Linked DNA regions of Sus scrofa: region 2 is linked to region 1. A link is a contact called in public HiChIP or PLAC-seq data. All regions are on one chromosome and are shown on one strand. The core of a region is the stretch at or near the end of the contact, and the rest is flanking DNA. Distances in the headings are between cores, read along the strand shown.

Region 1 (5,162 bases), core at 1,927-4,426:
CAGCCCACGGGGACCTGCGGCCTCTCTCGAAGTTCCTGGAGCTAGAGGGCAAGGCCGAGAGAGCCTGCAGGGACAGACCGCCCAGGAAGGGACCCTGCTCGGGGTGGCCCTGCAAGCTGTCCCTGCCCTGCCCTCCCCTTAGCTCCACATACGAGCAGTGATGGAGGCGGTGTCACCTGGAACAGGGGCCTGGGCCTGCCTGGTAGGCAGTGGGGGACAGGGAGACCCTGCTCACCTGGTCCCACCCCAGTCAGGGTCACCGGGGGCCCCGCGGCCCAGGCCTCCCCCAACCCCCGGGTTGGGGGGAGAGGACTAGGGCTCCAGTGGCAGCAGCAAAGGGGGCTGGGGAGTGGCCACCCGGGAGGGGGGTAGCCTGGGAAAGGGGTGGGGCAGCCAGGTCAGTGGAGGAAGGGCCTGTGAGGAGTCTGCAATGATTCTGGCACCTTCCAGAACTGGGAAGAGCTGGGAAGGCCAGACCCTGGGGGGGAGGCTAGGTCAGCCTGGCCGTCCTGGGGCGGTAATTGGCTGCTCTGTGGGGAATGGTCCACGCGTGGGAGGACATGGTCGGGCAGCTTCGCGGAGAGGGGGGGTCCTGGCCCAGCAGGGAGGGGCTGGGCTGCGGCCAGGGAGGCCGGGCCTCTGGCCAGCCTGTCTGCAGGTGGCAGCAAGACTTCTGCATATGGTACTAATGCAGGGAAGACCCAGCAGGGCTCTGGGGGGGGGGGGTCAGGGTGCCTGGGGGCATCCGAGGGCCTGGGGCAGTCTGAGGGGCTGGCCCACCTGGCCAGGTGGAGGGGCACAGCCTGCCCTGGGTCCGGAGACCCAGACGCGTCCGCCCCCCTCCTGCCCCGGGGCAGCGTGCCCAGGGCTGGGGTGGGTGTCCTGGGCTCCACGCCAGCCCCAGTAGGCCCTGCTCATTCCTGGCCGTCTCGGGGGCCCCAGGTGGGACTTCCCAGGCCGCAGGTCCCTGCCTGGGCATCGGGGATGTCTCCCCCACCTTTCTACCCAGGAAATTCCCCACTTCTCTTAGTCACCTTGTGAAACGAGAACCCTGCCCGCCCTGGGTCTCAGTTTCATTCTGAAAGGTCAGTGCCGCGCCCCGCACCGTGGGGTGAGGTCGGGGTGTAGGGGGGAGGCACCAGGCTCCAGGGGCCAGGGGTGCATCTGGCCGGCTCTCCAGGCAAGCTCCAGACGCACCCTGCAGGTGCAGCCCGAGCCCCCAGGACAGGCACCAGCCACCCGCCTGGACCTGGGCTGGTGACCGTGCCTGCCACCGCCTGCTCTGTCTCCTGGGCATGTGCGACAGCTGGTAGGGGTGGGGGCAAGGATGCGGCCAAGGCAGGGGAAGGCCTGGCCAGGCTCCTCAAGTCGTGCCCTATTATGGGCAGGAAATGACTGGAGGGGCCCAGGGCTCAGACGGCGCTGACGTGAGGCGCCATTTCTGAGCAAGGACACAGCTGTTGCCCAGTCACCTGCTGCACATGAAGTGACCTGCCTGCCTGGGAGGACGAGGCCACCTCCTTGGGGCCCACAGCCCGGCCGTGCTGCCCTCCCTCCCACTCAGCCCCCGACAACCCTTAGGGGGCACACTCAGCCCAACCAAACCCCAACTGCCCAGCCGCTGCCCGGCCTCCCCCTCCCCGGCACTCAGCCCTGCATCCCCCACACCAGTGCCCCACAGGGGATACAGCAAGAAGAGGGCCTCCCACCCCAGCCTCTCACACGCACGCAGGCACACACACAGCACACACGCAGGGACACAGGCACACAGAGCCATGCACACAGGGACACACACAGCACACACAGAGGCACACACATGTGCACACACAGAGGCACACACACACACACCCCTCCCCCCGCAGGCACCTGCATCCTTCCCCTAGACATCACAGAGTCAAGGACCTCCGGCAGAAGAGCTGGGGTCAGAATCCACTTTTCAAGTCAACTCCGAGGCTGTGCGGAGCCCTCCCCACATGGCCGCTCAGGCGGGGGTCCTGGTGCGTCCCCCCTCCCCCAGCAGCAGCTCTGGGGCAGGTGGGAGTCGGCCCTGGGTGGCCCGTCTCCATCCTGTGGGTGTCTCACCCCTCCCTCCGGTCTTGGGGCCCCTGCTGCTTCCCTTCCATCGCCTGGGCAGCAGCGCCCCCGTCCTGCTCCGGGGCCGGCGGCCTCTCTCTCCAGAGGGCTCCACATCCCTGTCACGACATCTGTCCATCCCCAAGTCCAGCTCCGCCCAGGGCGAGGCTCAGCCTGGGCACCTGCCCATCGCCAGCCCTTCCTCCAGCCAGAGACCGGTCCCTCTGCCCCTGCACAGGCTCGCAGAGGCTTCCCGAGGAGGCCTGGGTCACACAGTTTCTCTGCCCAGCTCTGGCCGTGGCCACACAGGTGACCCTTTTCACTGGCCACCCACACATGGCCTCAGCTGATGTCCACTCGCGTCCCGCAGCCGACCAGCTGTGCCCGCCCGCGCTCCGCGCCTGCCCTCCTCCTCGGCCTCCGCCCTCACTGCTGGGAGGGCAGCCTGGGGGAGGGGCCAGCTGGGCCCCAAGCACAGGCTTTGAGGGTCCCGAGGCCACGGGTCTGCTCTTGGCCAGGCTTCCCCAGCTTCAGCCCTGTCTGCCCAAGGCCTGGCCTCTTCCCCGGGTGTCCAGGCTGTGTCCTGGGCTCCCTACCAGGCGTCCCGGCCTCTTTGTCCTGGGTGTGCACCCCACTAGCTGGTGGGGAGCCCGGCCTCTCCCAGGGAGGCCCAGATGCAGGGGCAGACAGAGGAGACCTCTCCCCGGCCTGGGGTGAGACAGGGTGCCAAGACGGGGCCCTGCAGCCTGCGTGCCTCCCCTGAGCCCCTGGGGTGCCGTCGAGGGACCTCTGGTTTGCGCATCCCTCCCCCGCCCCCAGGGTAATTACAGAGACCGCGGCAGAAGGCGGCCTGCCCGAGGCCTGGCCGAGGGCCTTACCCTGAGCCTTCTTCCACCAGCAGCTCCTGCTGCTCCTCAGAGTCGGGGTGGCTGGGCGCCTCCGCCATGGGCTCGGCGTCCGGCGGGCCTCGGCCTTGCGTGTGCACTGCGGCTCGCGGCGCTTCCTGGGGCGGCGGGCCGGGCCCCACCCCCAGCAGGTTTCACTTCCCTCTTCCGCAGCAGGTTGACGTTTGGACCATCTTGGGGCTTGGGCTGGGGTGTTGTTTTCTAATCTGTTGCTGCAACAGGAGAGGAAAAAAAAAAACAAAAAACCAGCCATCAGGAAGCATTAGGCAAGTCGCCGGGGCCTGGAGGGCAGAGAGGGACCTTACAGAGGCAGGGTTGGGGGACCCGCACCGCGAGCCCCCCCACGCTCCTCCAGGGTCCCTGTGGCCCCAGCCTCAGAGTCCACCCGTGTGAAGCAGGTAGAGTCCCAAGCACAGGACACTGTCTTGGCCCCATAGCCTCAGCATTAAGCATGGCGGCCTCCCCAGTGGCGGTGTTCTGGGAGGGCTCCCCAGGCGGTGGGCGGGTACCCAGCCCCCCTCGCAGGTCCCTGCTCTCTGGGCGATTTCTGGGGCCCAGCATGAGCAGCCCCCCACCTGCAGGCCTCACCTCCATTCTTAGCGCTCTCTTTACTCTTTGCAACTGTTGGGGTCCCTGGCCTTTCCTCTGTCCCTCGACTTTGCCACCCCCCGCCCCCTGCCCCCTGCCCCCTGCCATGCTCAAGCAGCTCAGAACTGACCACACGGGTGGTTGGTCCCCAGGCTCTGGAGGGCAGGGGCCCAGGAGCTCCCCAGGAGGCACCAGCAGGATGGGGGACAGATGGAGGCCATTTCGTGCTGCGTGGCCCCCCACTCTGGGAGCGGCCGGACCAGGGGCTGGGAAATCGGGAAGGGGAGATGGGCCGTTGGGGGGCCAGAACCCAAAGCTGGGGGCCCTGAGTTGTCACCCTTAATTCAAGCTGGGGGCAGCCGTGGAAGTAGCAAGATGCAGGTTAATACCCAGGCACATGAGCAGGGAAGGGGGAGGCCGGCCAGCCTGCCAAGCCCTGGCCCGCAGTGGGCCTGAGGCCACCCGGAAGGAGGCCCTGAGGCCCAGGGCAGTTTGTCCATCAGGATGAGCCCCACCTGGGGACAAGCCGACCTGGGAGGTGACAAGCCCCTCTTCCCTGACCACAGGCACCAAGGAGCCTTCGGCTCACCCTGCAGGAGAAGCTTGGACGGCCAGGCCAGGCTGCATCCAGGCCACAGAGGGGCCCCTCGGGCCTTGTCCCATGAGCTCGGGTTTGCTGCCCCTTCTACGGTTCCTCGGGCCACCCGCTGTCCAGCTCGGACATGGGGTTGGACGTCCAGCCGGGCGGGGCCGGCATCTCCAGGCATCCGGTCAGCGGGTGCGACCTGGGTCCACCTGCCGTCCAGGACCGTCCTCTGGCTTTGGGTGAGGTCAGCCCAGCATCACAGCTGGGAAGTTCCGGGGCCTCACGGGGTGGGGGAGAACAGGCAGGGGCTGGGTGGGCTGGGTGGCCTGGGTGCCCCCGCCCCACGGGTGAGGCCCCGTGTGAGACGAAAATTGGGGACCTCTGGTTCAGAAGCTATTAGGAATTCCAAGAGGGAGTCAGTGGGGCCTGAAGCCAGGTGTGGGGCCTTCCAGGCCCGCAGAGCAGGCTCTGCCTGAAGGGTAAACTCCGAGGCCCTGGACGGGCCTCGAAGGCCTAGCCCGCCCGGCCAAGCACCTTTCCGCTCTCCTCCTGAGCCCTGCAGACGCCCGCCTGATCCCGGGCTCGAAGCCGCGCCTCTCTCCCCGGGCCCATGGTCACATCCTCCCAGACCCAGAAGCCCCTGGTCCTCCTGTTATGAGTGAACTGTGTTCCCCAAACGCACAGGCTGTCCCATCGCCTCAGAACGCAACCTTATTTGGAAACAGGGGTCGAGGCAGAAGTCCCGAGGGGAGACGAGGCCACTGGGTGGACCCTGAGCCGGCGTGACTGCCGCGCTTATGAAAAGGGGAAACCTGGAGACAGACGTGCGTGCGGGAGACGCCGCGGGAGGATGGAGGCAAGATGGGGCGGTGCTTCTGCAAACCAAAGATCCCCAGGAAACCACCAGAAGCCGGGGGAGGGGCCCGGAGCGGCCTCTCCCTCCTGCGACACCTGGGCCCACTTCCGGCCTCCAGGGCCGCGAGGCCTGAGCAGCGGCTGTTCCAACCGGC
Region 2 (5,437 bases), core at 1,499-3,998, 36 kb before region 1:
GAGGCATTTCAACAGCTGAGAAGGCCACCAGCTGTCCATTGAATGTTCTGCCCTCAGAGGTCACCACTCCTTGGGGACACTCCCCCCTCCCTTGCTTCCCAAGATGGGGGCGGGAGGCAGGGGGCCCGGTCGCTCTCTTGCCCTGGCCCCTGACGGCATTCCGTGACCCCGGCCCCTATCCCATCTGGCAGTGGCTCCTTGCCCGTCTCCTCCCAGGATGGTCATGGGCACCCAGGGCGGGCACCCTGGGAGCTGCCCAGGGAGGGCGCCCTGTCCTGTGATGTCAGATCCAGGGGCTCGGGCAGGGCGGGCGGGGCCTCCCGGGAGCACGTGCTTCTCCCGCCCAGGCAGAGGTGGGCTCCCCACCGCTCCTTCAGTCTTGCCCCCAGCCCAGGCCCCGTCCACTCTTGTCCTTGACCTCTAGACACCACCCCAAGTCTGCTGGGGTCCCAGCCACCCCTCCCCAGAGACCCGCTCCTGTGGGGGATCCGGCCAGCCCCATCTTAGTCTTTACAAATGGTGGCCTTGGAGGCAACGGCCCCGGGCGTCTGGGAGACGCGGACCGAGGCGCCCTCAATTTAGTCCAGTCCCGTGAAAAGGCCAAGCCAGCTACGGGGCCGCCTGCAGCGGGCGGCCTCAAAGCCCTGGGCAGTGCCCTTCCTGGCCTCCTCCCTCGCCTCTCTCCAGCCGTCTGCCATGGGACGGGCCTTCTCGTCCTGGGCCTTCCAGGGACCCCGCCTTCCTCCTCCGGGTCGGCGCTGGCCCTGTGTTCTGGCCTGGGGCAGCTGCTCCCACGTGCCAGGCATCACCCCACAATGCCAGCACCCCAGACCTTTGGGACCTGGGGTGGCTCCCTGGGTTCCCCAAGATGCTGTGCTTAGAGTGGAGAGGCGTGGCGTCCTGGAACAGGGTCCACCCTGGGACCCCGGGCCGCGCCCAGGCCAGCCCGCACACGGTGGGCCCCGGGGGCTGCTCGCAGCTGCACTGACCTGGGGCTGGTTCTGGAGAAACGGGCAGGAGCTCCCTGTGGACAGGACCGGCTCAGGCACTGCCCGCTCGGCCGCTCGCCCTCATGTTATAGTGACATTCGATCTTTGCTGGCAGCCCATTGGCCAGGGGCTGGATGGCTGGGCGCGTGGGGTGGGCAGAAGGGGGCCGTGCCATGAGGCCCCTTACCAAGTATAGGAATAGCAGAGGAGGAGGCCCAAGGAGGAGGATGGCTCGACGTGTCTGGAGGAGGCGAAGGCTGCCCTCCTCCCTGGGAAGTGTCAGCTGCTATTTTTAACGCCCCCCCCCCGACAGTGGGCACATCCCTGACAGGCTGAGGAGGGGCAGGGAGGTGTTGGGTGGCCCTGGGGGTGCAGCCCAGCTCTCTCCTTGGGCCTGGCTGGTGTGGGGTCCTCAGAGGCAGCTGCCCCCACCCCTCTGAGGGGGTCTGCCCAGGAAAGGGGTCCGCCCAGCCAGGCTGCATCCTACGCGCCCCAGGGCCCCGGCCACCCATCAGAGGGAGCGGCCCCAGGTCGCCGAGACCCCCATGGAATGGAGAACCCTGCGAGTCCCAGCCAGGCCCTCTGAGTCCCACTTAGTAGCCAGACCTGGTTCCTGGGTGATGACGCTGGGACAGGAGCATAAACGAGCAAGAAAATTGAAAGCCAAGTCTGATGGCTGGATACCTGGCCTCCCCCCAGTGGAGCTGCTTCCAACACCAGGGGCCACACCTCTTCGGTCGGCCTGGGAGCTCCCTGTTTGGGGGTCCAGACCCTGCTGGCCTCTCTTGCCCCCAGGCGGGGTCCGAGTGCTGCCCACTGCCCACTGTGTGCCAGGGAGCTCAGTCTTTCTTTCCATAGGAATACAGGTGCCACCATCCAACCAGCAGACACCTCACCCAGGGCTTCCCATGGTCCCTGCGCTTCCAGGGAGGCCAGGAGCCCCTGCAGCCGCACCCTTTGGGTGAGGGAGACTGGGCAGCCCACACCATCCTCAGACCTGGAAGGTTCCAGGTGAGGTGCTGGCCGAGCATGGATAGTGGGTCCATGGACTGGCCTGATGCAGAGCCACAGCAGGTGGGCAGGGCGCAGGACAGGGGTCAGTCCTGGGGACTCTGGCGACTCCAGGCCCGGGTTATCGGAATGGCTGGCTCGCCTCCCAACCCCAGCTCCCCCTTCCCAGTCTCTGCGCCTGCTCTGGGCCCTCAGAAGCTTCTGGAAGGTTTCCCCTGGCACCTCGGCCAATTTCCACAGGTCAGAGATAAGGCCAGAGGGACCCCAGGTAGGCAGGGCGTGCCTGCCGTCACACAGCAGAGGAGGCAGGGCCCTGGGCAGGACAGAGCTCCCAGCCCGCCTCCCTGGGCTCCAGGCTGTTCCTGCCTTCCTGCACCTGTCCTCCCATCCTGGGCCTCGGTGGGAACAGGTCTGGGGGGGCCACATGCAACCCCGATCCTCGGCCAACTCTGACCAACTTCCTGTCCAGGGAAGTAGAGACACTTCTGAAAAGGGCCCCGAGCAGCTCCTGGGCTGTCGCTCCTTTCGCGCTGTTGACGGAGGACCGCCACCCACCCCCAGGCCCAGTCCTGCAACATACGGATGCAGGTACACAGGTGGGCCAAGCCCAGCAGGCAGCTTCTGGCCTGGGGAGCCCTGGGCGAGCCCAGCCCGCTGCCTGTGGATGTCACGCTCCTGGGGGCTGCTGGTCGCACCCCGCCCAGGCCCACGGTGTTCTTGGGGGCTGCGCCCACGGCTGGCACTCAAGAGGCCCTGCAGTGGCCCCGCTCGGCCAGCAGAGGAGGGTGGCTGCCTGCTCAGTGGCTTCGGCCTCTGGCAGGTGCTCTCCCCTGAGTGGGCCAAGCCAGAGAGAGGGCACTGAGGTCAGAGCGGGGCAGGTTTTATTTCGGGCATCGGCGACCTCTCCCCTCGGGGCACCAGGCCCGCGGTGCGACCGGACAGCATCGAGCCGGTGCTGCTGGACGGGCCACCGGCTGCGGAAGGCCTGCGACAGGTAATCCATACCCCGGTCCACCTGGCCTGGCTGGACTGAGGTGGGGGGAGAGGGGGGCAGGGCAGGAGCCTCCCCAGGGGCCGGAGGGGGTCCAGCCTGGCTGAGGGTGGGCACTGAGCTCAACCCCAGGAAGGGTTCGAGGGCTGACTGGTCAGGGCCTCTTCCCAGGGATCGGGGCTGGGGGGGGCTTCTCAGGTCTGCAGAGCTGAAGGGAGCCACAGAGCAAGGAGGCGGCCACGGGGGACCAGCCTCCAGAGTCTTGACTCCGGGTTTCTGCGGGGGGACCCCCAGGGTGGTGGGGGAGGGCAGGGGCCCCTCAGTCTGGGTGTGCATGGCGAGGGGTGGCAGGGTCCAGGGACCTTGAACCTCGCCTGGTATCCCTGAGCTGACCCGGGCACCGGTGCTGGTGCCAGCCTGAGCTCCACGGCTCGGGCTCTGCCAGGCCGCAGATAGAAGCTGCTGGCGCAGCACTTTGAGGGTGAGCCTCTCCCAGCCCCACGCAGCTGCCACCACACTCGCCCTGCGAGCTCCTGCAGGGCTGATCAATCACCTGCCGGCTCTGTAAGGGATGGGCATTCAGTGCCCGGAGCCGGGGAGCAGGTGGGCGTCTGGCAGGGGCCCTCAGGCACCCTGGCAGGTGGCAGAGGCCCCTCTGGGCCTCTGCAGTGGCCAGGCCCCGACCCTCAGGTTCTGCAAGGCAGGGGCGGGATATCACAGCAGAGGACACAAACCCTCGGTCCTGGTCCCCGAGGCCAGGCTGGGAGCCGGGGACACTGAGAGGGGCTGGGGTGGCTCAGAGCTGCGTCACTGGCACCACCACACCCACACCTGCCCCCCGCCAGGGCCGTCCAGCCTGGTGGCAGCTCACCTCCCAGCCATGGACCACGTGGCTGTCTCTGCCTGCTGCCCTCAGCTGATGTCCCACTCAGCCAGGTGGGAGTGTGAGAAGACCTGCCCCCGGGGAGATGCGCCCCTGCTGGCAGAGTGGCCCTGGACACACCCCCGAGGTGGGCCACAGTGGACACAAGCTGCCCAGCTGGCTCTCCCCTTCTGGAGGCAGGCAGATGGCCCTTTCAGAAGCCGGGTTCTGAGCGGGCCCAGGTCGAGAACGCCAGGGGCCCGGGGGGGGGGGCCTGCTTTTGGGAGGGGGTGCCCCGACCCTGAGGGCAGCGGGGCCTGTCCACAGGCGGAAAGAGGAGGGCGGACTGGGGACGACGGCCCGGCTCCCCCCAGCACGCGGCCCACCCACCGGCCGCACGTCCACGCTCTCCGCGTGCTCGCGGCCACGGCCTGGTCCCTGCCAGCCGCCCCCTCGACAGCCCTCTGCCCACCGCCCACGCCGTGCCTTGGTCCGACTGCCTGTCCGTGACCTTCGCCCGCCGTCCTCCTCTCCCCCACCCGCTCCCGTCTCCCCACCACCCTCCCATCCATCCCCACCCTCCGCCCGTCTCCCTGAGCACCTGGCGCAGGATGAGAGTGACTCCACGGGGGGTCTCGTCCCCGAGGGTGCACAGTCTAGCGCCCAGATCAGAAGTGCACACTGTTCCAGGGTCTGTAGGGTTTATAATGGGCCTGGCGTGGGGGCGAGGGCCACAGACATCCTGGCAGAGAACAGAAACCCCCCGTCACTTGCACCCCAACCACACACCTCGGACCCCAGAGTCTCACACACAGGGGCCCCTGGACAGGGCAGAGGCCCGGGCCGCCCACTGTATAGGAGGAATGGCCCCCACAGGTGACCCCAGAGCCAGCATGTGGAGACACATGGAGGTTTACTGCGCAGATTGGAGGGGCCGTAAGCGGGCGGGCGGGCGGGGCGGGGGGGCAGCACAGAGGTTGGTGGCTCTTGACCCGGAGGCCCCGGCACGTGCCCTCCCGGGGGGCTCGTGGCTTCTTCTCTGGGGGCCGCCCCTTAGCGACCGGCAGTCAGGGTTCCTTCCTTTCCTGCGCTGCGAGAGGGTGAGGCTGGGAGTCCAGGAGCGAGAGGTGGCCGTGGTGGCGGCTGTCGGTGGGTGGCGTGGGTGGACTGGGCGGGCTGTGAGAAGCAGCAGAGCAGAGCTGGGGGCGTCTGGCCAGCCCCGCTCCTAGGCGCGTGGATCCGGAGTGAGGTGGTGCCGCCAGCCTGCCCGTGGTACCAGCGGTCTCCAGAAAGCTGGAACACAGGCATGGTGGGGGGGGGGTTAGGCTCTCATCCGAGGAGGGTCCTGGTCTCTCTGGGTCCGCCACCAGCCTGGAAGCCTGCCTCCTGCCCTGGTGCCCCAGTGCCGGGCCCTGCTGGGGACGCAGGGTGCAGAGACACTGCCCACCACCAGTTTCCCTGCTAGCCTGGCAGCCCCCCAGGCTAGACCCAGGGTCCCCGCTGCTCCTGGGGTTGCGGCCCCCCCAGGGGTGGCTGCCGCCCGGAGCGAGGCCCACAGTCCCCTCGGGCCCCTCCACAGGCAGA

The links. HiChIP or PLAC-seq counts read pairs in DNA pulled down with a chosen protein or histone mark.
Region 2: a contact with region 1 is called in an H3K27ac HiChIP or PLAC-seq map of skeletal muscle, with 1.7 times the contacts expected there. The contact joins the promoter of LOC110259216 here to the promoter of LSP1 in region 1. A contact is called at or near these places in 2 of 5 promoter capture datasets (fetal liver and fetal skeletal muscle), 4 of 47 Hi-C or Micro-C datasets (all in skeletal muscle) and 2 of 2 datasets of contacts at active chromatin or transcription factors (alveolar macrophages and skeletal muscle).

The regions. Positions count from the first base shown.
Region 1 is chr2:1,259,971-1,265,132 of Sscrofa11.1, reverse strand. It overlaps LSP1 (lymphocyte-specific protein 1), which reads right to left and starts at 3,176. Exons shown (of 11, transcript XM_021082603.1): 1 at 2,952-3,176. The coding sequence starts at 3,019.
Region 2 is chr2:1,294,992-1,300,428 of Sscrofa11.1, reverse strand. It overlaps LOC110259216 (proline-rich protein 33-like), which reads left to right and starts at 2,748. Exons shown (of 2, transcript XM_021082606.1): 1 at 2,748-2,994. LSP1 (lymphocyte-specific protein 1) reads right to left here. Exons shown (of 11, transcript XM_021082603.1): 11 at 4,538-5,146. It also overlaps a transcript of TNNT3 not described here.